Linked DNA regions of Gossypium hirsutum: region 1 is linked to region 2. The links are chromatin contacts, called in public Hi-C maps. All regions are on one chromosome and are shown on one strand. Each heading gives the region's core, a stretch centred on a gene start, on an enhancer-like site or on the middle of the called end of the contact. The rest is flanking DNA. Distances are from core to core; before and after follow the strand shown. Region 1 holds the start of LOC107897432 (protein NODULATION SIGNALING PATHWAY 1). Region 2 holds the start of LOC107897440.

Region 1 (5,799 bases), core at 2,969-5,468, 160 kb before region 2:
TCATCCAAAGAACACAAACTGTAAGGACTTAAACAATAAAGAACTGTTTTCTTTTTTTAATATAATCTAATTGTTGAAGTTCTAATTTTTTGTTATTATTATTTTTCAAAATTAAGTATATTTATCATGAATGGAGGGGATTGTTTGGATGGACTTCTGATTTACGTGCTATTATTGGGAGATCTTGGAATAAAAAAGAGTCAACTTCTATGAGAACAGTAAGTTAAAAGTTTCCATTTTCCCTTAATTCTGAATTGATTGCTTTAATGCTTAATTGTTTTTGTCGTATTATGCTTTCAATTAGAACTTCTTTTTGGAGTGTTTATTATGTTCATTAGAATTTTGTTCTGTTTTCGATTTTAATGTACCGCAGGTTCCTTTCATTTTGGTTGAAGGTGGTCAATGGCCACAATCTGATTTTGTCATTGTGAACATGAATGGCTCCAAGCATCCCCTGCCTCTTACTACAGTTTATCATCAATTGCATCCTATAAATGCTTCACCTTATACATTCCTTCAGGCTTTGTTCGGTCATGAATACCCTGTGAGTTAAGAAAATTTGAGATTTTATCACTACCTTTGAAGCTAAAATTTGAAGATTTCCTTTGCTTATTGATTGTAGTGTTGCATCATTTGTTAAGCTCATCTGTATGAGAAATAATAATTTTACCTGTTTTTAAGGTTGGTCTGCTTGATGAAGAGAAAATTCTTCCTGTGGGAAAGGATATCAGTGCTGTTGGCATTTGCGGTTTTAGTAATGGAGTGCCTGAAGTTAAGGCATGCAAGGAGCTTCCCTATTTCCTGTAAGTGGTCTAGAGACGAAGTTCATTTTAACTTTTTATTTTTCACTTTTAGGACTTGGAAATTTCATGCTTGCATGCTCATAATCTGAAATAGGAGAGCGTAGCTTAGTCTCAAAATTATTGCTTTTCCATTAGGACTTTCCTGATACTTTTAAGTGCTAGTAATTTACTTTCCTATTTTTCTTAAACCTTCATGTTGCATTTTGTTATTTACTTGGCAAGAATAAAAAGAAAAAGGAGTAGAAAATGGCCATAGCCCAGATTAACCTTAAATGTGATTGTCTTTCTTGAATTGGTCGTCTTACAAACCTCTTTGCGCTTGCAACTGCAGTACTGACATGACAAAAGATCAGATGCTGTTGGATCTTGCCTTCAAGACAAAAATACTGTTCTGGAGTGGTGTCGTCCTTGGTTCACTTTCTATTGGTATTCTTGGCTATGCTTTTGTAAGGTATTTTGTTTTAGTCTAATGATCCCTTTTTCCCCACTTCCTCATAATGCTGAAAGGCTCATTTGGTTTATTCCTATAAAAATATGCAGACCGTCCAAAAAAAAAACAGAGCAGTTATGCACATTTGCCTTGTTCACTTTGTTAAAGATAAACATAATGTCTTTTAATGAATTGCCTTCAGGAACTGGAATAAATGGAAAGAAAGGAGGCTAAGACGGTTTCAGCAAGCAGCCAATGCTGCCACTGATGACTCCACCTTGCAGATGGATTTGGATGAAGAGTTAAGTGATGTTCCAGATGGAGAGTTGTGTGTGATTTGCTTGATGAGGAGAAGACGATCTGCATTTATTCCATGTGGACACCTGGTTTGTTGCCAACATTGTGCTGTATCGGTCGAACGGGAATTGGTGCCAAAGTGCCCTGTTTGCCGCATGGTGATCCGAAGTTCAGTGCGAATATACGCATCTTAATTAGCAAGAACATGGTTACTGTATTGAATTTTTGTAATCATTGAACAAGATATTGACACCAGGATGTCATGAAAAAGCTTTAGGTACAGTTTATACCATTCCCTATGATACTAATTAACTATAGCATTGCTAATTGGCTTCCATAACATTGAAAGGGCTGGAGTTGGCTTAGCTCCATAGCGGGGTTATAGTGATATGAATGGAATTAAGTCAAACTGGAGATTCTTGTCTATAATCCTTTTTTCAGGGTAAGACTTCTAACACTGTTTGAATTTTAGTTTCGTTCTATGATGTATATGCCTAGGGAAGAACTGAAGCAAAATGTAAAATTCCGTATTCCTATAAATGATTTTAGAGCTCTGAGATTGGTGCTAAGTTCTTCAACAAAACAATATGATGATATGTTAGTCATCGGTTTACGGTTCGGATGAAAAATATGGCAATATGTTTAGTTATTGGTTTACTATTTTGATGGAAGTTTATGATGATATAATGCTACCTCAATTCTTTAACTGGTATCATTAGCTTTGCTTGAGGGAGCATTTCATATGTTTGTGATTGAGCTGTGAAATTCAAATAGTGAATTGCTTCTTAGTTTGCACACAAGTTGAATTTGATTAAGATTATACCAATTGTCAAAACTGACTGCAAGCCATCCTTCACACATAGTTTTATACTTTTTAAGAATTTACATAGAGATTATGGAGAAAAATGAAAAAGCAAAAACAAAAGCAAAACAAAGCAATATCGAGAACTGTTTTTTTTTTTTTTTAACTTTCCTCTACCTTGACATCTAGCTTCCACAATGAACAAAATGATACAGGCTGCCCTTTCCACCACAACCCAATACAACCCTCTTTTTCTTCAACTATCATCTCCCAGTTACTGTCATACTTCCTCAGCAATGCTCGAGCCCCGTCAATGGCGTCCTCTCCAAACACTTCTGCCCTAAACCCCACGCCTTGCATCCTCTCGTACCATTTCTCTTTCCCTTCGTTCATCTCTCCTTGGTTTGTTAATGCCTTTGCTGCTTCTCCTTCCATTACTCTTCTTTCTTCGCTCTCTCGTCCTTTAAATGCTGAGCTTGTTGAGTCCAAAAACTTCCATAGGTACTCTACTCTCCGTGAGAATCCGGTTGCGAAATCTCCGCAGCTGCTGCAGCTGCAATCCATGTTGTTCTCGCTTAGAATCACCCCTTTTGGTTCTAAACTTCGTAGTACTTTCAAGAACTCGGTTCTTTGATCAGGCCTATTGTGGTTAAGATGATGAAGTCTGAACTGTGCGCAAACTATCAAGGTCTCTCCATGTGAGTTGTTGATAGTTTGTGCATTCAGGTGTTGTATTGGGTGGTTCTCGAGTCTATTTATCTGCAAATTGATGTTCATGGACTTGGCGAAACCGGGAAGTCGGGAATAGAAATCGTGGCCGGGTGGACCAATAGAAAAAGGGGTGTCCGTGATTTGATTATTTTCAGCTGTGGCCGCCACAACGGTGATGCGAACCACAGGTGGGGGACCTCCGGAACGGCGAGACAGCGCCTCAAGGAGCGTAGGCCATTGAACACCATGAGATACACCGATGTCCAGGATATGTAGATTACGGGTCTTATCAGGCTCTTGAGCAAGAATTTGGAGTATGGAAGCGTTGGCTATGGTATTAGGGAATGCAAACCAAGGACTAACCTCATAGAACTTGAGTAAAGATCGTTGAAAGAACTTCGGCTCAGTGGAAGCGAAAGTAACAGGCGCAGTCGAGGCAGAGGATGACGATAAGTGGTGCGTCAAGGCCCGTAGGCCATGATCCGCAAGCCGGTGGTTGGCATCTCCGGTCGATGAGGCAAGCTCGTTGAGAACATACAATAGATGCTGAGCACGAGTGAGGTTACCGGTGGTTATCGCTGATGCACAAGGGTTCAATAACTGTTCAGCCCATCTTCCTTCCTTGTTATTACCGTTATTCCCTGAAGACTTGTTTTTCTTATTTCCAGCTGACCTCTTATTGCCCATAACCTCTTCAACCCCCGCTTTACCGTCTTCGTTTTCATCGTTCTTACCATTCGAGCTCTTCTTCGACATCCTCGGAACGATGCTATCAGTGGGTCTCCTTCGCTTGGACGAACTCAATGGCACGGGAGGATTAACAATGGCAGAATCGGACTGTACGAGACCGGCATCGACATTACTCACAGCAGCTGCAATGGCAGGACTATTAATAGAAGCTACAGCAGCACCTATGGTAATAAGATCTTGACCGAAATCATGATTGGGATCCCACCATTGACAGCCATTGATGTCGCCTGGGCTGTACGGATCATCCAAGAAAGATGGAAGTAATGATGCAGAATCCTCAAGCCAATCCAAGATATGATCTTGGGATGGATTTGGTTCTGCTGATTCCTCAAGTGTCATATATGAATCCTTAGCTTGAAGAAAAACTCAGTTTAGACAAGGGTTGAAGAGATATGGAGTTTGTTTGATGATCATTGACCAAATGAAAGAGAAACGATGGTTATACTTTTGTCTTTCATTCATGACATCGTTAAAAACATAAATAAAAAAATAATTAGTGGGGGCAGTGATGCAGGTTTGGAAGTGGACGGTAAAGGGCATATTGAAGTGTCTGGTGTGCTGTTTTATTTGGAAGATGCGATGCTTTGTTTGGGTTTAATGTAATTAATTAAGGTTTTTTATTTGTTTAATTAAGGGTGTAAGAAATGTTGGGAGCTTTGTCTATGTCTTGCTTTTCATTTTCTATTGGATCAATGTCACCATTTGTTGATATCAACAAGTGAAATGACAGATTGAGAGACGGCAAACTCTGTTTCTGCTTTTTATTAAAATTATTAAATTATTTGATTCCGCTTTTACTTTTTATATTAAGTTTGATAATTTTTTTTCTGATTAAATTATAAAATAAAAACCTAAAGGTTATATAATTTATTAAGATTTATTATATTTTCTACATTTAAAATTTAATCTCTATATTTTTATTTTTAAAAATTTAATTCCTTTATTTTTTAATTTAAAATTTAAAATTTATTTATTAACGCTGTTAAAGTTCTTTTATTAAATGTGCTGACATGACATTTTTAAATTAGAAAGATATCCACTTAGTATTCGAGTAAAAAAAATAACATTGTAATTAATATTTTAATTAAAATAAAATATTTAAATTAACTAATGACATTTTAAAAATTAAGGTGTCAAATTATATCAAAATTAAAGTATAAAAATTTAATTTGAAGTTTGAATGAAATATAGATATTGAAATTTAACTATTATTATATAATTTTAAAAAAATAAAGAGATTAAAGCTAAAATTTGTTAAAAAAAAGGGAACGACAGCTTTCATCAAAATATTCCATCTATTAAAGTAATTTAAGTTATTTTACATTTAATTTTTAAAGTAATTACGGAGGCAAAGTTAAACCTAAAAAATGCTTTGGTGACTGAACTTTTTTTTTGAATAATTTAATTTTAGTTATTTTTGGGTACTCAACAATATTATCTTGATTGGATTGATTGGGTATGATGCTCTTTCGATCATCATTAAATCCGAATAAATTGATTGAATTAAATTAAAAAATAAATAAATTATTTTTTATAATTTTTTATTTTTTAGAAGTTTTAAATAATTTATTTATTTTAAATCACTTGAATTCACCCGTTGACCTTATCGATCTGATTCCAGATCCCGAGAAGTAAAAATATTGTCTTTAATTACTTCTTACTTGAATTGGTACTAACCAAAAGTGACTTTAAATTTCACTCCACTTGAAAATTTAAACACACTAGAGCCTCCATTTGCACCGGAGGATCGGTTGATTGGAATCTAATTAAGTAATGGTTAATTAAACAAATCGGTTTCTCCGTTTTAGTATAAAAAATTATTATAAATTCATGAAAAATAAAAATTCGATTCAACTATTGATTCAGTCGATTTTTTGGTTCAATTCAATTGGTTTATATTGATTCTTAAATTAGTTAATTTAATATTAATTTCTAGATTGATATCGTCATCGATTTACTATCCAACCAATTTAACCAATTGAGTTTGAATTTGAATGGCAAGAGAA
Region 2 (5,309 bases), core at 609-3,108:
TACCAGGCAGAGCATTCCGAGAATAGCCTCCTCTTCGAGAACCACGTTCAGGGTATGTACGAAATTTCATCACTTGACCGGCATTCTCAGAAAATTTTCTTGGATCCATGGAACCTTGGTACCCAATGCTCTGTCATGATGAAACGAAAGTTCAAAAACAAGTTGCCCATTAGCCCCTCTACTGGTTCACATTTCAAGATGCAACAAGCAATAATGAAAGCCATTAATATTGTCTATCACTGAGGACAAAAACAATCTTATGCATAAATATCATAGGCTGCATTAATAGCAGAATAATAATAATAATAATGATGATTATGATGATGATGATGATAATAATACTAATAATAAACAGCTAAGATTTCAAAAAACAGAAGCACCCATATGTGTGCTAATCAACAGCCAAAGATAAAAGCATGTAAGATATTGGAATCACTTTCTTGCTAATAGAAAAGCAAAATACACACAGAATAGCTTTGCTGAAACCATATTAAGATGATATACAAAAGTTTACCTCTTTCTTCCGATCTCTCTTTCTCCTTACTAAATGAAATGTATCTGAGATGAAACAAATAGACTGGATGTAAATAAGTAACATCTATGGAAGTACATTTGAAATATCATCCTAAAGAAAAGAGGCAGTCTGAAACAAAATATCCAAGCAATCTAGGAGAAAACATAGACACCCCCTTCTTAACATTGGTGAGGGAAAAAATGCTAAAACGTCCAAGCAATCTAGGAGTGATATTCAATGAGGATCACAATGCCACTTTTATAACATACAAAAAGGATATTTTTATTACTTCCCATGCATTGAAATCGCTCATCAAAGATTGTAAAACGGTACAGAAATTACCATAACATGATATCTCTGTTTGCTCTCTGTCCACTGGATTCAACCAACCTTGATAACCCTAGATTTAGCTTATCAGTAGTACTAATAAAATTAAGACTGTACTATCCCCCCTCCCCCCAATATCTGAGCGACCAAACAAATTTCAAAAAAGAAACTATCGATTTATATTATTTGCTCAAAACTCAACTAAAAGAATGAAAGCACCTCATAAGAAAAAGATGAATTAATCTTTCAGACTCTTTAACGCACCTACAATAACGAAAAGATGACCACCAAAGCAGAGCGAAGTAACACCAAACAGGCAAAAAAAACGACAATCAAGCACGCTAAAACATCTTCCAATTATAACCAGGCCTTGAACTCCTTAAAAACTATAACCAACTTTCACAATACAAAACAACCTAAACCCAAAAACACGATAAAACCACTGAAAACAAAGCCCTAGAGTAGGAGCGACAAGAACTAGACCAATCTTGACCTCAAACTCCTGGAACTTAGAGCAGCTACAAAGCAAACAAAAAACCCATTTTCAAAACACTTAAAAAGAGGGCAAAACAGAATATTGAAATGAAGGGTAACCTTGATGAAGCAATTTCTGGGCAGTTTCATTAGGATCCATGTTGGCCTCTTTCAAGGCAACGTAGATATCATCATCCGAGTGATTACCGACTATTTCCTTGATTGATTGTATTGTCTTGCTCACTCGCGCTGAGATATGCCCTTCGGTTCTTGCCCCACTTACCATCTCTGTTTCAGAATACTAAAAGAAGATCAAAGAAAATAAAAAAAGACTCACTTTCCACACTGTTTTTTTTAAACAAATAAAACCCAGTTCTATAATCCAAATTCTTGTCAGATTTCAGATTACGAAAGAGGGTTGGTTCATTCTTTTCTTCTTTTTTTTTTTTTTTGGAAAGGATTTTTGTTATTATCACTACTATTAAAACCCTTTGAAAGAGAAGAGCTAGGGTTTGCGTGAAGAACGGCTTTTAGAAAATTAGGTTGGCAGAGCGATGGTTTTAAAATCTTTCTCAATTACTAATTCGGGTTCAGCTTAATGACGGATCTGCCCCCCTTACAATTTGAAAAGAATCAATTATATTGGAATAAATACTCAAGAGGTCCTTGTAATATTGGGTAAGGAGCAATTTAGTCCCTCTCAGGCTAAGTGAAACAATTTATTTCTTATACTATGAGAAAGGGAATAAAAATGTACAATTCAATCTAGAGATATAACTATATTCATTAATAAATTATTATATCATAACCTATTTTTTTATATCTAATTCAATTTTGTAAGTTGATACAATACTTAGAACTAAACATAATCTATCTCAACCCTTAAATAAGAACATAAATAAACTACGCTCAAACAAAATTATATTGTTTAAAAGTAAATAAATAAAGGATAATCCAATACAATGTTAACTAAGGGCCAATTTAGCATTACTTCTAAAAAAAATTATTTTTTGTCCCAAAAATATATTACTAAACAATATGTTTATGAGTTTTTTAAAAGTACTTTTGGAATAAAAAAAATTTTGCTCAATAGTGTTTTTTTGCCCAAAAATACTTTTGAAAATAATTTTAAACTAAGAATAAGATTGTGTTTATCAATTAGGTTGAAAAGCACTTTTTTAAATTAAACTTTTATTTAAGAGTTGGATTTCAACCCAAGTTAAGAAGCCAATTTTTTTAAAAAGTGATTTTGAGTGAAGGTTTTTTTTTTATATCCTCGTTAAATCTTTCATTTTATAATATCATGTTTAAAATTGATATTTTATCTTTCTAAAAATACTTTTAGACAGTAATGGTTAGACATGATCATAGGTCGAGCAGAGCTTATGTAAAATTTTAGGTCCATCTTCTAGATCCGAGCTTAGCTTGATCCATAAATGGGCCTAAAATTTTGTCCAAGCCTAGCGCAGATTAAAAATGTTAAACCCAAGCCCGACATTATTTTTATATAAAAATAAATTTTAAAAATATAATATATCAAATACACTAAAAACATTTATAGGGCCCAAATTTTGCGAGGGCCTATAAGCCAACTACAACCTAAAACTAAACTAAACCTAAATAACCACTAGCCCATTACAAACCCAATTACCCTAGCCCAAAATCTAGCCCACAACAAATCAGAAAAAAACAGGCAAGAAGAAAAACCCTAGCCCCTAAGTGCTTCAGCCGCCGCTCATATCGTGCGCCACTCCACCGCGCACGTCTGCCCCACGTACCACGTCCAAGCCATGTCTGCCATACCTACAAACATGCACAAAAACAGTTGTAAAATGGCTATACAAAGCCAAGAAGAATGTAACGTTGGGAAGAAAAAAAAGAGAGAAAAGGGGACGGATTGAAAAAAGGAGGAGGAAAAGAGATTCAAACATATTTTTCAAAAAAAAAAACAGCAAATACTAGTAGAATAGACAGCCAACAATCAAGCAAAGGTCTTTGAGTTTTTTTTCCTTATCTTTTTTTTTTCATTTTCGTTTTTACTATTATTTTTTGTTATTTATGTCTGCATATATTACATATAAAAATACAAAAAAAAAGAGAAATCTTACCCGCGACAGCGGCCGGCGACGAACGGCGGTGGTCAGCGCTGGAGCCTGGCCGAACTTCTAGCCTGCAGAGAAAAGGGGAGAGGGGGTTTTTGTTTTTGTGAAGTAGGAAAGGGAAATGAAAGTTTCAAATTTTTTTTGATATTTATAGGTCTCCCAATACGGCGTCGTTTTGGCCGATGCATAGGCGCCAAAACGAAGCCGTTTTAGCTTAGCCTGTGTGCGCGACCCAACCCGACTAGAGATCCGCGTGTTTTCTAGGGAGGGCTAATTGCACCGCCTTTTTATGGTTTGTAATTAAGTTTTTTTTCCTTTTTAAATTGACCCCATGGTTTTGTCATGATTTCGAATTGGTCCCGCTATGCTGTGCATTTTGGGAATAGGGGGAAATTTCCTTTTTAGCTCTTTCCTCTTTACCCGCGCGTTCGATTTAGTCATTTTTACTATTTATTTAGTCCGAATTCGCCCCAAAATCCCCTTTTTAATTCAATCTAATCCCTGTTTAGCTAGTTTTGCTATTTTGGTCATTAAATTGATTAATTTGACTTATTTTAATCGTATTATTATTGTGTTGGCTGTTTATTACTATTATATTATTTATTATTAGTATTATTATGTTCATTATAACCACCATTATTATTATTATTGTTTTTTTTATTATTATTAGCATATTGTTGTAATTAATGTCTTATTATTATCTCTATAATTATTGCTATACTATTATTTCGGTTTTATTTAGATGTTAACATATTATTATAGTTTTAATCATTATTTTCTATTATCATTAATATGTCGTTTGTTTATTATTATTTTTTAAACACTATTATCATCATTATACTTGCTATTTTTAATAGTATTACCATTATTTTTTTATTATTACTATCATTTTTATTATCTGTCGTATTTTTTTAAAATTATTTCATTCAATATTTTATTGTATATGTGTTTATTTGCCTACTCCCGATTTAAAATTTAATTTTCATTCAAATTTTATTTTTTTATATCCCTACTTTATTTTATTTATTATTATTTTTGTTTGAAATTTTTCAAGTAAAGGCAATACTCGGTATTTGGAATCTTCGAGAAAATTGTACCCTAACTTACTGTGTTCCAATTTTCCTTGTCGAATTTAAATAATTGAATACCCTTCTTCAATCCAAATGTATGAGTTTCAAATGAAAACTTATTCTCGGGAATTTGAAGTGTTGTGTCCTAACCCACTGGATATGACGTTTCATTATCTCAAGATAAGGTTTTTTAAAAATAAAGGCAATATTCTACGTTTGGAATTTTGAGAAATTGCGCCCTAACTTATTGGGTTTTGATTTTTCATTTGACCCAAATAATTAATTTTTTTTAAAGCTTAAGTGCATGAGTTTTAAAAATCAAAAGACAAGCTTAATTTCGAGGATCTGAAATGTAGCATCCGAACTCACTGAGTGTGACATTTTATTTCTTCGAGATAAGAGGGTCTTAACATCCAATTTGATTTATTCAAGTGTTCTTTTAAATAAGAGGATCATATTTCAAAATCTTTTCAAATTTTCGACGTTAGGGCATTAATTAATCAATTAGATACTAATTTTGTGCGTTACAAGGGTGCTAACCCTTCCTCGTACATAATCGGCTCCCGGACCCGTTTTTTAGTTTTGAAGACCAAAATCATTGTTTTAATTAATTAAAAATATTTTATTAAAATGATCAATCTCAAGGTGATCCGATCACACATTGGAAAAATATGGGTGACGACTCTATTTTCGTTTTTTTAGTCGACTCCCGTTTTTTCAAAATTAAAAATGGTTTCGACAACATTAAAATAAATGTTTCCTAACAAATTGAAAATACATTAAAAAAATATATTTATACTTAAATAATACTAATATAGTTGT

Evidence for each region. Hi-C and Micro-C count contacts between places; a contact is called where the count stands out from the background.
Region 1: a Hi-C map of hypocotyl shows a contact between it and region 2, with 4 times the contacts expected there. The contact joins the promoter of LOC107897432 here to the promoter of LOC107897440 in region 2. A contact is called at or near these places in 16 of 34 Hi-C or Micro-C datasets (anther, callus, fibers and 4 more).

Annotation. Positions count from the first base shown.
Region 1 is chrA10:5,757,377-5,763,175 of Gossypium_hirsutum_v2.1, reverse strand. LOC107897432 (protein NODULATION SIGNALING PATHWAY 1) reads right to left here and starts at 4,218. Exons shown (of 1, transcript XM_016822882.2): 1 at 2,367-4,218. The coding sequence starts at 4,132. The coding sequence ends at 2,495. LOC107897433 (E3 ubiquitin-protein ligase SPL2) reads left to right here. Exons shown (of 6, transcript XM_016822884.2): 1 at 1-20; 2 at 117-218; 3 at 374-544; 4 at 682-803; 5 at 1,135-1,254; 6 at 1,436-1,939. The coding sequence ends at 1,724.
Region 2 is chrA10:5,597,011-5,602,319 of Gossypium_hirsutum_v2.1, reverse strand. It overlaps LOC107897440, which reads right to left and starts at 1,858. Exons shown (of 10, transcript XM_041079677.1): 1 at 1,436-1,858; 2 at 515-558; 3 at 4-130. The coding sequence starts at 1,601. LOC121208588 (a long non-coding RNA gene) reads right to left here and starts at 3,646. Exons shown (of 2, transcript XR_005903701.1): 1 at 3,424-3,646; 2 at 2,813-3,118.